2 separate regions of the Ovis aries genome follow, and region 1 is linked to region 2. The links are chromatin contacts, called in public Hi-C maps. All regions are on one chromosome and are shown on one strand. Each heading gives the region's core, a stretch centred on a gene start, on an enhancer-like site or on the middle of the called end of the contact. The rest is flanking DNA. Distances are from core to core; before and after follow the strand shown.

What was found. Hi-C and Micro-C count contacts between places; a contact is called where the count stands out from the background.
Region 1: a contact with region 2 is called in a Hi-C map of liver, with 4 times the contacts expected there. The contact joins the promoter of RCAN1 here to the enhancer-like site in region 2. A contact is called at or near these places in 5 of 16 Hi-C or Micro-C datasets (hypothalamus, liver, muscle and 2 more).

What each region holds. Positions count from the first base shown.
Region 1 is chr1:121,619,962-121,626,289 of ARS-UI_Ramb_v3.0, reverse strand. It overlaps RCAN1 (regulator of calcineurin 1), which reads right to left and starts at 4,670. Exons shown (of 4, transcript NM_001009274.1): 1 at 4,520-4,670; 2 at 1,131-1,304. The coding sequence starts at 4,606.
Region 2 is chr1:121,516,480-121,523,231 of ARS-UI_Ramb_v3.0, reverse strand. It overlaps a transcript of RCAN1 not described here. Among named protein-coding and RNA genes, the nearest start is that of CLIC6, 73 kb to the right of the region's middle. Within about 2 kb of position 2,646, at least 13 of the 54 cell types and tissues checked have an H3K27ac peak or open chromatin away from gene starts, as enhancers often do. A contact at or near this core is called in liver, where this site is marked.

The DNA of each region.
Region 1 (6,328 bases), core at 3,421-5,920, 100 kb before region 2:
AGGAGCTAAAGGGCTTTGGCTCTCTTGCCAAGCTGTTAAGACGTCTATAACATCGTCAAGTGGAAGTTTATGCACTGCCTGGAAGGTGGGTGGTCTACCATCATGGAGGGGCGGGGGCAGGAAGGAGGTGATGGGCAGGAGGAAAAGCAAACCTGCCCTGGAGATCCCTGCCCCGCCTGGGACTGCCCTGGCGCCTGGAGCCCCGCTTCCCAGAAGGATTTCTTACCATTTTGCTACCTGCCTGATGAACCCATTTCCCCCCCACCCCGGCCTTTCAGACCGGACCTGGCAGCCCCCATGTTGATGTGCAGGGCGGGTTTGCAGATACAGGCTCTCCAGAAGTGAGCGGGCTACTGAGCCCTGCTCAGAACCTGCATAAAGCCAGAACCTCTCTAGTCTGGGGTTCTAGCAAAGTCACGCCCACCACCCTGTGGTCCTCCACCTTCCACAGTCAGGAAAAGACTCTTTTTCCCATCATCACTCAACTCAAGAAGGTCATCTATGAGGTCAGGGATCAACTGCACCCTGCTATCTTAAAACAGGGGACGTGATACATTTCTAGTATGAATTTTGCCCCTCTGAAGACGATTTCTTGGAGTTTTCAATCAACATATAGGTAATGGGTGTCTAGGAACTTCCCTGGTGGCTCAGTGGTTAAAGAATCCACCTGCAATGCAGCAGACCCAAGTTCGATCCCTGGGTCGGGAAGATCCCCTGGAAAAAGAAACGGCACCCCACTCCAGGATTCTTGCCTGGGAAATCCCATGGATGGAGGAGCCTGGCATGCTATAGTCCATGGGGTCGCAAAAGAGGTGGACATAACTAAGTGATGGTAACAACAATGGATATATACTCTGTTTTTTGGGAAAGCTGGTGGCTCAGACAGTAAAGCGTCTGCCTGCAATGCGGGAGACCTGGGTTCGATCCCTGGGTCAGGAAGATCTCCTGGAGAAGGAAATGGCAACCCACTCCAGTATTCTTGCCTGGAAAATCCCATGGACGGAGGAACCTGGTAGGCTACAGTCCACGGGGTCGCAAAGAGTCGGATACGACTGAGCGACTTTGCTTTCTTTCACTTTAAGGGTGAGAGGGAGAAGGGGGAAGTGTGGGTATCAGTGAAATACACTCACCTGAGCAAAATATAATTTCATTTCCTTTCCAAGAAATTCAGTCTTATGTAGCTGGAGCCTGGCATCTGCTGCAGATAAGGGGTTGCTGAAGTTTATTCTGACCCGTTTGAAGCTTTTAAAATACTGAAAGGTGATATCTTTGTCATAAGTCCTAAAGAGGGATTCAAATTTGGCCTGAAAAATAAAAAATGAAAGGAATTGGAATCTACTTGCACATGACCTTTGACTGGATGGCTTCATTACAGTTCTTATGGAGAAACTGAATCATTCATTGTTTCAAGAACTTCCAACTTCAGATCCTATTGTTCCATGATCCTCCCAATCCAGTGAACTTCAGTCTCACCACTCTGCTTAGGACAATGCCCTGTCCATCAAATATTACTTAGGGCTTTCAAACACTGGAGCTAGTTTGAAAAAAAAATTTTTTTTTTAATTCAATTAGGAAACAATAAAGTTAATTTAAAAAGGCTTGCATTTCTTGTTTTTTTTTTTTTTTTTTTTAATGCCCTCTAGGTGGTAAAGGTACATTTTCCCTATGGTTGTTTGCCCTTTTTTCTGTTTTTTCTTTTTTTTTTTTAATTAGAGGATAACTACTTAACAATATGCGATGTTTTTTGCCATACATCAACATGAATCAGCCGTAAATATGTTCCTTCCTTCTTGAAGCCGCTCCCACCTTCCTCCCCACCTACCCCTCTAGGTTGTCACAGAGCTCTGACTGTGGGCTCCCTGTGTCTTACATCACACTCCCACTGGCTATCTAGTTTACATACGGTAATGCGTATGTTTCAATGCTGTTCCCTCAAATCATCACATCCTCTCCTTCCCCCACTGTGTCCACAAGTCTGTTCTTGACGTCTGTGTCTCCTTTGCTGCCCTGCAAATCGGATCGTCAGTACTGGTTTTCTAGATTTCATACATATGCGTTAATATATGATATTTGTCTTTCTTTTCTGACTTACTTCACTCTGTAGAAAAAGGCCTTGCATTTCTTAACATAAAGGAAGCAGTTAAAAAAAAAGTTCCCAGTGGTATTTTCCCATTTAGTCTGTCATTTTTTAACTCTCTAAAATAGTACTGGTTTTTAAAAATGAATGTACTGTCAAAGAACCTGTTTCTATACACTGGCTTTAATAGGTACACATTTAGCGCTAGTGTTTAAGAACTAGTGAACACTGTGAAACAGCATGAGATCTGAGAACTGAAATGCCTGAGTTCAATGATTAAAAGCCTAGATTCAGGAGAATGTTTCATCAGATCCTGGGAAAAGTTCTGCAGGAGCACCACCACCACCCCCCCCACCACCACCACCGGGTTGGGTCCTGAATGGGGTGTTGTTCTGGGGAACTGGGAGACCACTGCCATCTTTTCCAACCAGAGGGGAAGGTGTTATGGACACTCTTGAAACTTGTAGGAAGATTGTGCAGGGGCTGTCAGTTACCAGATTTCTGAATCTTTTTTGCAGACTAAACTCTGGGGATGGTGAGAGGCCAATGGGGGTGGCTGAGAGCGGGGCTGAGGCAGGCAGCGTGTCCTCTACCCAGGTGACTGGTGAGACAAGGAGGCCTGGAAGGACTCTGGAAATCTATAGAGAGCATGCTGTTTCTGCAAAGCAGAGAGAGGATTCCAGCAGAAGTGGAGAACGTCCCTGAGACTTTTTGGTACTAGGAAGTGGAGGAGGGGATGGGCCTCCGGATGGATGGGTGGTTGGTCAGTTTCTGCTCCATCGGGCAGGGCTCCACGGGGCAGGGCCTGCCTTTCCTCCTGGCTGGCGTCTCCACCAGGAGACATGGGAAGAGCTCACAGAGTTTCTCTCTTCCAGTTCCTTGGGTTTTGTTAGTTGATGGAAAAGTCTGTGACTTTCCCAGGAGAGGTGACGCGGAGAAACAGAAGTAGAGTGAAGGCGCAGCAGATGCTCAAGCTTCGAGTTCATCTGGCCGCGCGGTGACTCGGTTGGTCTCCGCCCCTCTGTGGAGCACGGGTGAGTCCGGGGCGTGAGGGTGTCTGTGCGGATTTGGAATTTCACACGACCTCATCCGTAGGCACTGTGACCAACTGTTTGGAGTTATGATTCATAACTTAAGAGAGATGAGTTTGATGGATATTTTTAGACGGCAAGTCAGGGCTGAAGACCAGAGTGCAAGAGAACCCACACTACCTTGTTAATTTCGTATTGTTCTCCTACCGTTCTTTTATAAAATAATCTCATTTGTTATTACAGTTGTTGGGTGGCTTCTCTACTGAAATGAGTAAACAGTGATTTTACTCACATAAGGCTAATATTAGGTACATAGACTTTGTAGTAAGTTTACACATAGATTGGGCTTCCCAGGTGCCGCTAGTGATAAAGAACCCACCTGCCAGTGCAGGAGACTTAAGAGACCTGGGTTCGATCCCTGGGTCGGGAAGTTCCCCTGGAGGAGGGCATGGCAACTCACTCCAGTATTGTTGCCTGGAGAATCCCATGGACAGAGGAGCCTGGTAGGCTACATACAGTCCATGGGGTTGCAAAGAGTTGGACAAGACTGAAGTGAATTAACAAGCATGCACGTACACAAAGACCATGCTCTAATATCTAGGTAAAAAACCACGATTCTGGCTTGTAAGCAGACTACATGATTAGGGAGTTAAATTTGATTTAAGAAAAAAAGAAAGAAAACGTCCCAAGTCTCAGTATGGCTTTAGGTATAAGGATATAACATGATCACTGCCCCCTAAAGAGAAAACACAGAATTCATTGCTATACAGTCTTGTTTTAGAGATCAGTTAGATAGCTTCATAGCTACTGATGGAAATCTTGGCATTTTAATCAAATGAAGAAGTAAAGCATAGTAGTTAAAATCACTAGTTATACAGCTGCTTTCCAGGAGGTACAATGTTTAACTTATCTATCTATTTATTATTTGCTATGGGTGCACTTTCTCCACCTGGAAAAACCTAGAAAGTTGAAGACAGGTCCTTATAATTACTTCAAACATTCAAATATCTCTACAATAGTGATTTCCTAAGATAAAATCAAAGTATCCTGAACTCGAGATGTCAAAGTGAAACATTCTGTGCACTGTCAGAAAGTCCTCCCTCCAAAAGTTTACTTACAATCTACAAAGAATGAAACGAACACCATGCTGAACCCTGCTTACTAACTGGCCAAGGGACAGAGACAGTTTTAAATACTGAGCTTTAAAAAATTCCTTCAGAGCTAATTCCTCAGGCAACACCTGTTGATTCTGAAGGCTCAAAGCATTCTGGATGCATTTCAAAAACCCCAAAACCCACAACGAGAACCACACATCCCCACCAACTATCTCAGCTAATAGTACCAATTAACATCATGCTTTGAAATCGCTGTCTCAAATTTTAAAAAAATTACATTATATCAGAAGCCTTACCCTGGTTTCACTTTCGCTGAAGATCTCACTGTTTGCCACACAGGCAATCAGGGAGCTAAAACTGTAGTTAAAATTTCTAAAGTGCATCTTGCTTTCTTACAGTGAGAGCTACAGCGACTCCCGCGGTCAAGCCCCAAGTGGATGGAGTTCCTTTACCCGAAGCTGTTAGGTTCTTTCTCGAGCCGGCGCTTATAAAGCAACGAGGTCCGGCTCCCCCCGCCCCCACCCCGCCCCAACTCCGGGGGAAAAAAAGCACTGCTTCCAGGGCATCCTGTTTGGACACCAAATTCCTGAGTCAAGCCCTGCTTGACTCGCAGGCGGACAGGGACAGAGTGTAAGTTTCTACTGGAAAGAGGTGACGTCAACACCTTAGTCATTTTCCCTATGCTAATTAACTTCGCTTGGGGAGGATGGAAAAAACGGCCGAGGTTTGCTTTGCAGCTGTTTTATCTCTCCCTCTTGCAGCATAGTTTCCACTGGTAGTAATTCCATTCAGCCACTCAGTCACCAGGCTCCGCCGCTGAATGGGACGACCCTTCTTAGGATGGAAAATGTTACAGACAGAAGCAGGAAGGGCTACAGCAGTAAACAGTAATTAGCCTGCGGGGAACTTTCAAGGCTTGGAGAAACCTGGAAACTGAAGTCTTGGGGAATGGTTTGATCCCTGTAATTTCCTGAACACTTAAATCAAAGTTTCATACACTGGGATATTAGAGAAAACATTTGGAAATCTGTCTTGGTCAATGACCTCTGTTTTTCAAAGAAAAAAAGTAGAATTCATTTCGAAATGTGCCCTGTCCCCCCCACCTTTTTTTGTTTTTTCTGATGAAATTTTATTGGATGAATGTCCTAATTCCCACTTGTATTTCATAGTGAGAATGTGGGAAGTGATCCTAGGATTTTCGTTGGAAAACTTTGTAATTGGACAACTAGGAATAGGCAGCTCTTTCATCATTTTCTAACGCCTACTGAATTCGGAAAAAAGATTCGAAAACATTTTAGAGTAATCTGAACCTCTGAAGCTGAGAAAGAAAACATTAAGAGGCTGTCTGCTTGGAGACTCAGAGACTGAGTGTTTTCGGTTTTGTTTTAAATAGGAAAGGATGATGAAATAGAAAGAATGGATAGTATAATTGAAAAGCTAGTTCAGTTGGCCTTTTTGCAGGTAAGAGGTCTGGTCTAGAAGAAGCATACTGGAATAGCAGGATACCGGTTCTTTGAAAAGGCTACAACTCCTTTTTCCCCCCAAATTTTCATTTTACTATTTTTTTAAAATTTAAGTACAGTTGATTTACACTGTTGTGTAAGTTTCAGGTGTATAGCAAAGTGATTCAGTTATACGTGTATGTGTATCTATTCTTCAGATTTTTCTCATATCAGTTATTGCAGGATATTGACTATAGTTCCCTGTGCTATACAGCAGGTCCTTTTTGCTTATCTCTCTTAAATGTTATTGTTGTTTAGTCACTAAGTTGTGTCCAATTCTTTGCAACCTCATGAACTGTAGCCCACCAGGCTCTTCTGTCCATGGGATTTCCCAGGGAAGAATACTGGAGCGGGGTGCCATTTGTTTCTCCAGGGGAATCTTCCCGACCCAGGGACCAAACCCGAGTCTCGTACATTGACAGGCCAATTCTTTACTGCTGAGCCACCAGGGAACCCCTTAATCCCGTTAAAATGCTGCAGCTCTTTGAACTTCCAAGTGCTGTGTCAGTTTTGGTCCCTATGGCGGTCTGAGTGCTAGGTTCTTCCCACCCTCTCCAATTTCATTATCACCTAAACGCAGTCACGTTATTTATGAAAAACATT
Region 2 (6,752 bases), core at 1,397-3,896:
GAGCCACCTGGGAAGCCCAGCAGAACCTACTGGGCTAAGATAATGTAGGCAGCATCTGGAGGTGCCTAAAATTACTCCTGGGAAAATAAGGCTTAACATTTAACGAACTTAAGAGAGCAATGCTTTCCTTATAATGTCAATGCTTTATTTTCACTGCTGCACAAATATTTATTGGGGCTTCCCTGGTGGCTCAGAAGGTAAAGCGTCTCCCTGCAATGTGGGAGACCTGGTGGCAGACACTGTCCTGGGCACAGGATTACGCAGCGAGCAATCTCAGATACAACAGTCTTTGCATTTTAGTAACCACTGAAATAAAACTGCTCACAGTTGGAAGGTATTATTCTTAGCTCTGTATTTATACGCTCTTTTCATCTTGTACTTTTATTACCCCATTTTACAAAGGGACTGAAGCACAGGGAAGATAACGTCCTTGACCAAGGTCTCACAGTGCAGACCGACATGACTCTGGAGTCCACCCTCGTAACTACTGCATGTTACTGCTCCTGTAACATGTCTGTACTGTGCTCAGTCGCTCAACTGTCTGACTGTGCTTTTTTTTTTTAACACACATAATACCAAAGTCGGTTGTTGTCATGCCCAACTCTTTTGCGACCCCATGGACTGAAGCCCAGCAGGCTCTTCTGTCCGTGGGACTTCCCGGGCAAGAATATTGGAGTGGGTTGTCATTTCTTTCTCCAGGGGATCTTCCCGACCCAGGGACTGAACCTGTGTCTCCTGCATTGGCAGGAGGATTCTTCACCCGAGAAGCCCTAAAGGAACGTAGGCATTTATCCATAAAGAAGGTGGGCGTTCTTGGGGTAATGCCTGCGTTCTCTTTTGCACACTTTCACTCTCAGCTAAGCCATTAAAATAAAGTGAAAAACAGGCAAGAAAAAGCCTGCAAGTAAGTAATCCTGCCAGTGTGGTCCCTGTGCTATCTAGGAGAGAAAACAGAGGAGGAAAATAAAGGAAAATGAAATAAAAATGAAATGGCTATTCAATACATTGGCATCACCAACTCCATGCACGTGAGTTTGAGTAAGCTCCGAGAATTGGTGATGGACAGGGAAGCCTGGTGTGCTGCAGTCCATGGGGTGGCAAAGAGTTGGACATGACTGAGCAACTGAACTGAACTGAACTGAACTGATTCAATACAAAACCTCTGATCATAAAGTAAGTAATAAAGTCCTTGATAAAGACTAAGCAGATAATTTCAGGGTATTATCAAGTATTATCACAAACATGGCCTTGCTGTATTTCATTCTCGCCGTATCCTAGTAGGGTAAAGGACCACCCAGCCCTTGTTTTACGATATAAGATAAAGAATGTGCTCACGATCTCAGCCACAGGCTGGCTGTTGCTGCTTCATTCCAAGCCGCGGATATAGCACATTGGACTCTATTTGGGCCTCTGCACAGCTACCCTCCAATAAATGCAGGAAGTCACCCCCCAAACATATAACCTCTCTACGCCCACCCAACTCATCTATGCCACCGTCTCAGGCATGTTCACAGTAGTGAGAACTAGGTCATTATCTTAAATGTGTTCCAAGTAACGGGAATACTCTGAATGTGGAGGTTATAGACTATCTGACCATTCGGTGATGGTATTTCCCAAGATATATCAAGGAAATAACAAGTAACAGAACACACTGGAGTCCAAGTGTTCCCTGAAAACTTATAAGTCACTGGGAAGAAATATACAAATTCAGAGTTGATGTGAAAAATGAGGACAGCTCTGGAAATGCTGTGTCAGGGTCAAGCACGTGGTTGAGTCTGAAGGATACACCTACAGTGGGGCTACTCCAGAGAGGGAGAGGTGTTGCCAGATGTCTGCAAGGTCTTCCTGGCCAGTTCATGAACTGTAAGCCAGCGAGTTTTGCTGGTGAGTGGTCTGTTTTTAGGAGTTTATAGTCAGCTGGAACATAAAGAAGGCTGAGTGCTGAAGAATTGATGCTTTCGAACTGTGGTGCTGGAGAAGATTCTTGAGAGTCCCTTGGACAGCAAGGAGATCAAACCAGTCAACCCAAAGGGAAATCAACCCTGAATACTCACTGGAAGGATTGATGCTGAAACTGAAACTCCAATACTCTGGCCACCTGCCGGGAAGAACCGACTCACTGGAAAAGACCCTGATGCTGGGAAAGATTGAGGGCAGGAGAACCAGGTGATAGAGGATGAGGTGGTTGGATGGCATCACAGACTCAATGAACGTGAGTCTGAGCAAACTCTGAGAGATGGTGAAAGACAGGGAAGCATGGCGTGCCACAGTCCATGGGGTCACAAAGAGTCGGACACGACTGAGCGCCTGAGCAACAAGAGTCAGCTCACCCCGACCTGAGGGTTCTCCATCACCGTCTGAGATCTGCACCTTAGGATGGAAAGGTGGCTGTGTGAGCAGAGCTGAGACCTACCCGAACTGTCCCAAATCCTGACTTCAGCCCAGAACAACGCTGTTACCCTGTCGCCTGGGCAGCAGATAATTCCTCGGAGAACAGGGGTCACCACAGGGGTCTGGCAACCTATGCAGCAGCATGAGCTTTGCCTTTGAAAACTAATCTCTGTAGCAACCTAATGGCAGAAGCCAGCTCAGAAAATTGCCCTTATCTCTGCAGTGAAGTGCCTGCTTCCTCTGAGTGAGCTCTCTTTGTATTTCTTTATGCCGATAGTTTTAGTCACCTGATAGTTTGAGTCACCATCTGAACAAGTAAACACAGATCAGAGCAGGGGGTGGAAGATGTCACAGCCTTCACTAGGGGCAGCTGGAAGAGGAGGGTCACTCCTTGAGGCACAGCATCCTTGTTCCCTGTTGGAACCAAAGTGGGTCCCATTGCCCAGCAGCAGCGAGGGTCCCCTCCCTTGGCCAGCTTTCTGGGGGGGTGAGGGGGTGTCTCTCCTCTCACGAGTTTCAATTACACACCGATGATTATGATAGCTTCTTCTGCAGCACAAGGAGGGAGTTCCCCCTCTGAAAATGCACTTTCTGTCTTTAATGCCAGAAATAAAATCTAAGGCAACCACCAGTCTCTACGGCAGAACTTATGTGAAGTGACCTCCCCCTGGTGGCGGGCGCTGGTGTTCAAACAGCCCAGGGACTAGCTCTCAGGACACCATCTCCTCTGCCCCTCCACCAGGACCGGCCACAGATACCTTGCTCTTTGGGGGCCCCTAACGGTAGCATGGTGACAGTTCTTCTTGTTCCTGCCAATAAGACTCTGGATGTCCACCTCACTATCCACATGCCCTGGGTGCCCCCTGGAGCAGGAGATGGCAACCTACTCCCGTATTTGTGCCTGGAAAATCCCATGGAACAGAGGAGCCTGGCGGGCTACAGTCCAGGGGGTCACAAAAGATTCTGACACGACTCAGCTGACTAAACAACAGCTCTGCGTGCTCAGCGAGGGCTGGGGGATGGGGCAGGGGAGGACATCATTGCACAGGAAATCAGACAAGCAGTGTAACTGGTGGGCTGGGAGAAAATTCTAGTTCTGCTAGTATGTAGTGAGTTCCCCCTCAGGAAACCTCAGCACCGCTCTGAGCCTTGATTCCTCCCTGCAGAAATGAAGAAGGCTTGAGCCCAAGGTCCTGTCTGCCATCGTTCTGTAGCTGCGCCCAGAATCTGATGCCCAGTTGCCACGGGATTCTATGTGCTGATTAGCTTTGCAAAGGCAGCGGAAAGACGTTGTCATCTATAAAATGGGCAAATACAGTATCTATCACAGAAGGTTGTTAAGAAGGATGAGTAGGCTTCCCTGGTGGCTCAGACAATAAAGAATTCGCCTGCAATGTTGGGTTGGGAAGATTCCCCTGGAGAAGGGGATGGCTACCCGGTCCAGCATTCTTGCCTGGAGAATCCCACGAACAGAGAAGCCTGGAAGGCTACAGGGCATAGCGCTCCAAAGAGTCAGACACAGCTGAGCAACTAAGCACAAGAAGGATGAAATCTAACAATGTACATAAAATATTTGGCCAACGGTAAGCACTAATAGGGTGTTTATCATGAACTGTATAAATACTAAGTACGTATATAAGTGATCACTCAAACTTCAGATGAAAGAGGGGACTACTACCTTCGTGGGACGAGATGGGCAAACTGGAGCATACAGTCACCCTGTCAATAATAAATGAGTATCAGGAGATCTGTAAAAGCCCCTAGTAATGGACAAACTTTAAAAAAAAAAGAAAAGATGCACTCAAATGTTCTGGCTTTGTAAGGATAAACCTCTGGCAAACTCTCAAATGGCAACTGGACAGAATTGGCTGTGGGGTCAAGTAGAGTGTCTCTGACACATGTTCCTCTTGGAGCAATGAAACTTCCAAGACCAATTACAGACACAAGCGTTAAGTGACCGAAATTGACCTTCTCTCTTCCATAAACCGGCAGACAGGCTTCCCAGGGACCACTGCAGGGTAAGGCAGGAGTGTGAGGATGGGGAAGCCAGAATGTCACCCCCCAAGTATGCCTCTTCAACATAAAAGTTATTTGGAGCTGAAGGCAGTCACAAAGCACATATGCAGGAAACCTCCATCTTCCCTCTCTTTCCTGCCTGAAGGTAGGATATAAATGACCCTCTTAATGGAGACGTTCCAGAATCTCATGGAGGAGTGTGCCAACGTGCCCATCAGCTTCCTCCTATGAACTGACTTCCCTGCAGCGAGCTGGAAGCCTGAAATGGCTTCCCTCCCTCCTACCGTTTCTCTTATCAATTTATTCTTTGTTGAAGAGGCTGTACAAGCCAAGTTCTAAGTCTCCACGTTGTTGTGCTGAGGGTTCTCCCCCCTGATGCATGCTGCATGCGTTAATAACTGTTTTTCTCTTGTGATCCATCTTTTTCTTAAAGAGTCACAGCTGAAAACCTAGGACAGGCAGAGGCAGGGTTCTGTCTCCCCTACAGGTGCGAGGCTGGAAAGCCGGATGGAAGAGAACTAGAGTCACGGTTACACTAGGGAACATTCTGTTGCTGAGCCAGTTCCTGCTGGGGAAATCCTCTGGGGTAGCAAGGGGCAAAGGGGCCGCACTCCACCAATGGAAGAGCCAGAAGCAACCCCACTGAGCTGATCCAGCTCAACCTGCTCACTTCATAGATGAAGCGGCAGAGGTCTGGGTGGACATCTTGCCCAAGGACAGGTGGTTTGTTATGGATCTGCTAAGCCCTTGCATGTGTGTGTGTGTATATGTGCTCAGTTGTGTCCAGCTCTTTGCGAGTACATGGGCTGTAGCCCACCATGCTCCTCTCTCCGTGGGATTCTCCAGGCAACAATACTTGAGTGGGTTGTCATTTCCTTCTCCAGGGCATCTTCCTGACCCAGGGATCGAACCCATATCTCCTGCACTGGAAGGCAAGTTCTTTACTACTGAGTCATCTGTGAAACCCATGAAGCCCTTAGGCTGTATTTACATAGCATACACAATTAAAAAACAAATCACGTGTCTTCCCTGCTGGCCTGTGAGCACCAGGAGGAAGGCTGCTGTCTGTCATTCACCGAGGGCTGTGACCTCTCACAATGACCTCATGGAGACTGTGGGGGTGGGATTACTGTCCTCCTTCTGCAACTGGGCAGACTGGGGGCCTGGGGAGGTTGACTGACTCATCTGGGGTCCTGCAGAGGGCCTTGCTACCAGCACAGTGCTCAGAACACAGCAGGCCCTGAGAAACACGTGTTAAAATGAATATGCCCTTTGACTAGACGAATTCTCGGCCACCCATCTGAACTGACTCATGGAAAAGTCATGTGTAACAGGAAAAATTAGGAAACAAACCAAATATCTACCAACAGGGGCTGGTTAAACAAAGTATAGTATGTGTGCAATGGAATACTATACAGCAGGAAAAAATGAGACCTTCCTGTGTACCATTATAGAAACATCTCCAAGCTATACCGTTATGTGGGGAAAACATCAAGATACAGAACAGTAAACAAATATGCAACTTTAGTGTGTCAAGGGCAAAGAGATGTATATAGAAACTCCGGAAGCAGAAAGTTTACCAAAAATCATAGTTACTTTTGAGAGGACTGACTATCAAGGATTGGAGAAAGACTTTTCACTATATACCTTTTAATACTTTCTGGGTTTTGAACAATGTGAATGTATTACTATATTTTAAAAAATTAAATTAAGAAATGTATCAAAATGCATAAATCCAATGACAATAATAAAAATAAAATTCAAACATTATCTTAAAAAACACTTGTTGAACGAGTGAATGAATGAATGACTGAAGGAAGGAGTGACTGAGTTGAATGAATGAATAAATGAGTGAAGTGATGGAGCCAGGATTTAAGTCCAAGTCTGTCTGGCTCCAGCACCCAGGTACTGCCTTCTGCTTGAACCCAAGAATGTCATCAGGGCTGCAACCGATGTCCCAAAAGCACTCAAATATATCTGTTAAATATAAATAAATGGCTGAGAGAATAACAGAGTTGTAAGTCATCTGAACCTCAGTTTCCTGTGGATAAAAGAACTTTACTCATAGAGCTATCCTAGGGCTGAAATAAGATGTGAAAGATATGAAAAATTCACATGCATTACTGCATACTGTAAGATGATTCCAGAACAGGCTTTGGAGTTGGCTAAAACCAGTTTTGTGCAATGTAGGAGAGTGGGGTTTGATCCCTGGGCCAGGAAGATCCCCTGGAAAAGGAAATGGTTATCCATTCCAGTGTTCTTGCCTGGAGAATTTCATGGACAAGAGTTTGGTGAGCTACAGTCCATGGGGTCGCAAAGAGTCAGAAATGATTGAGTAATTAACA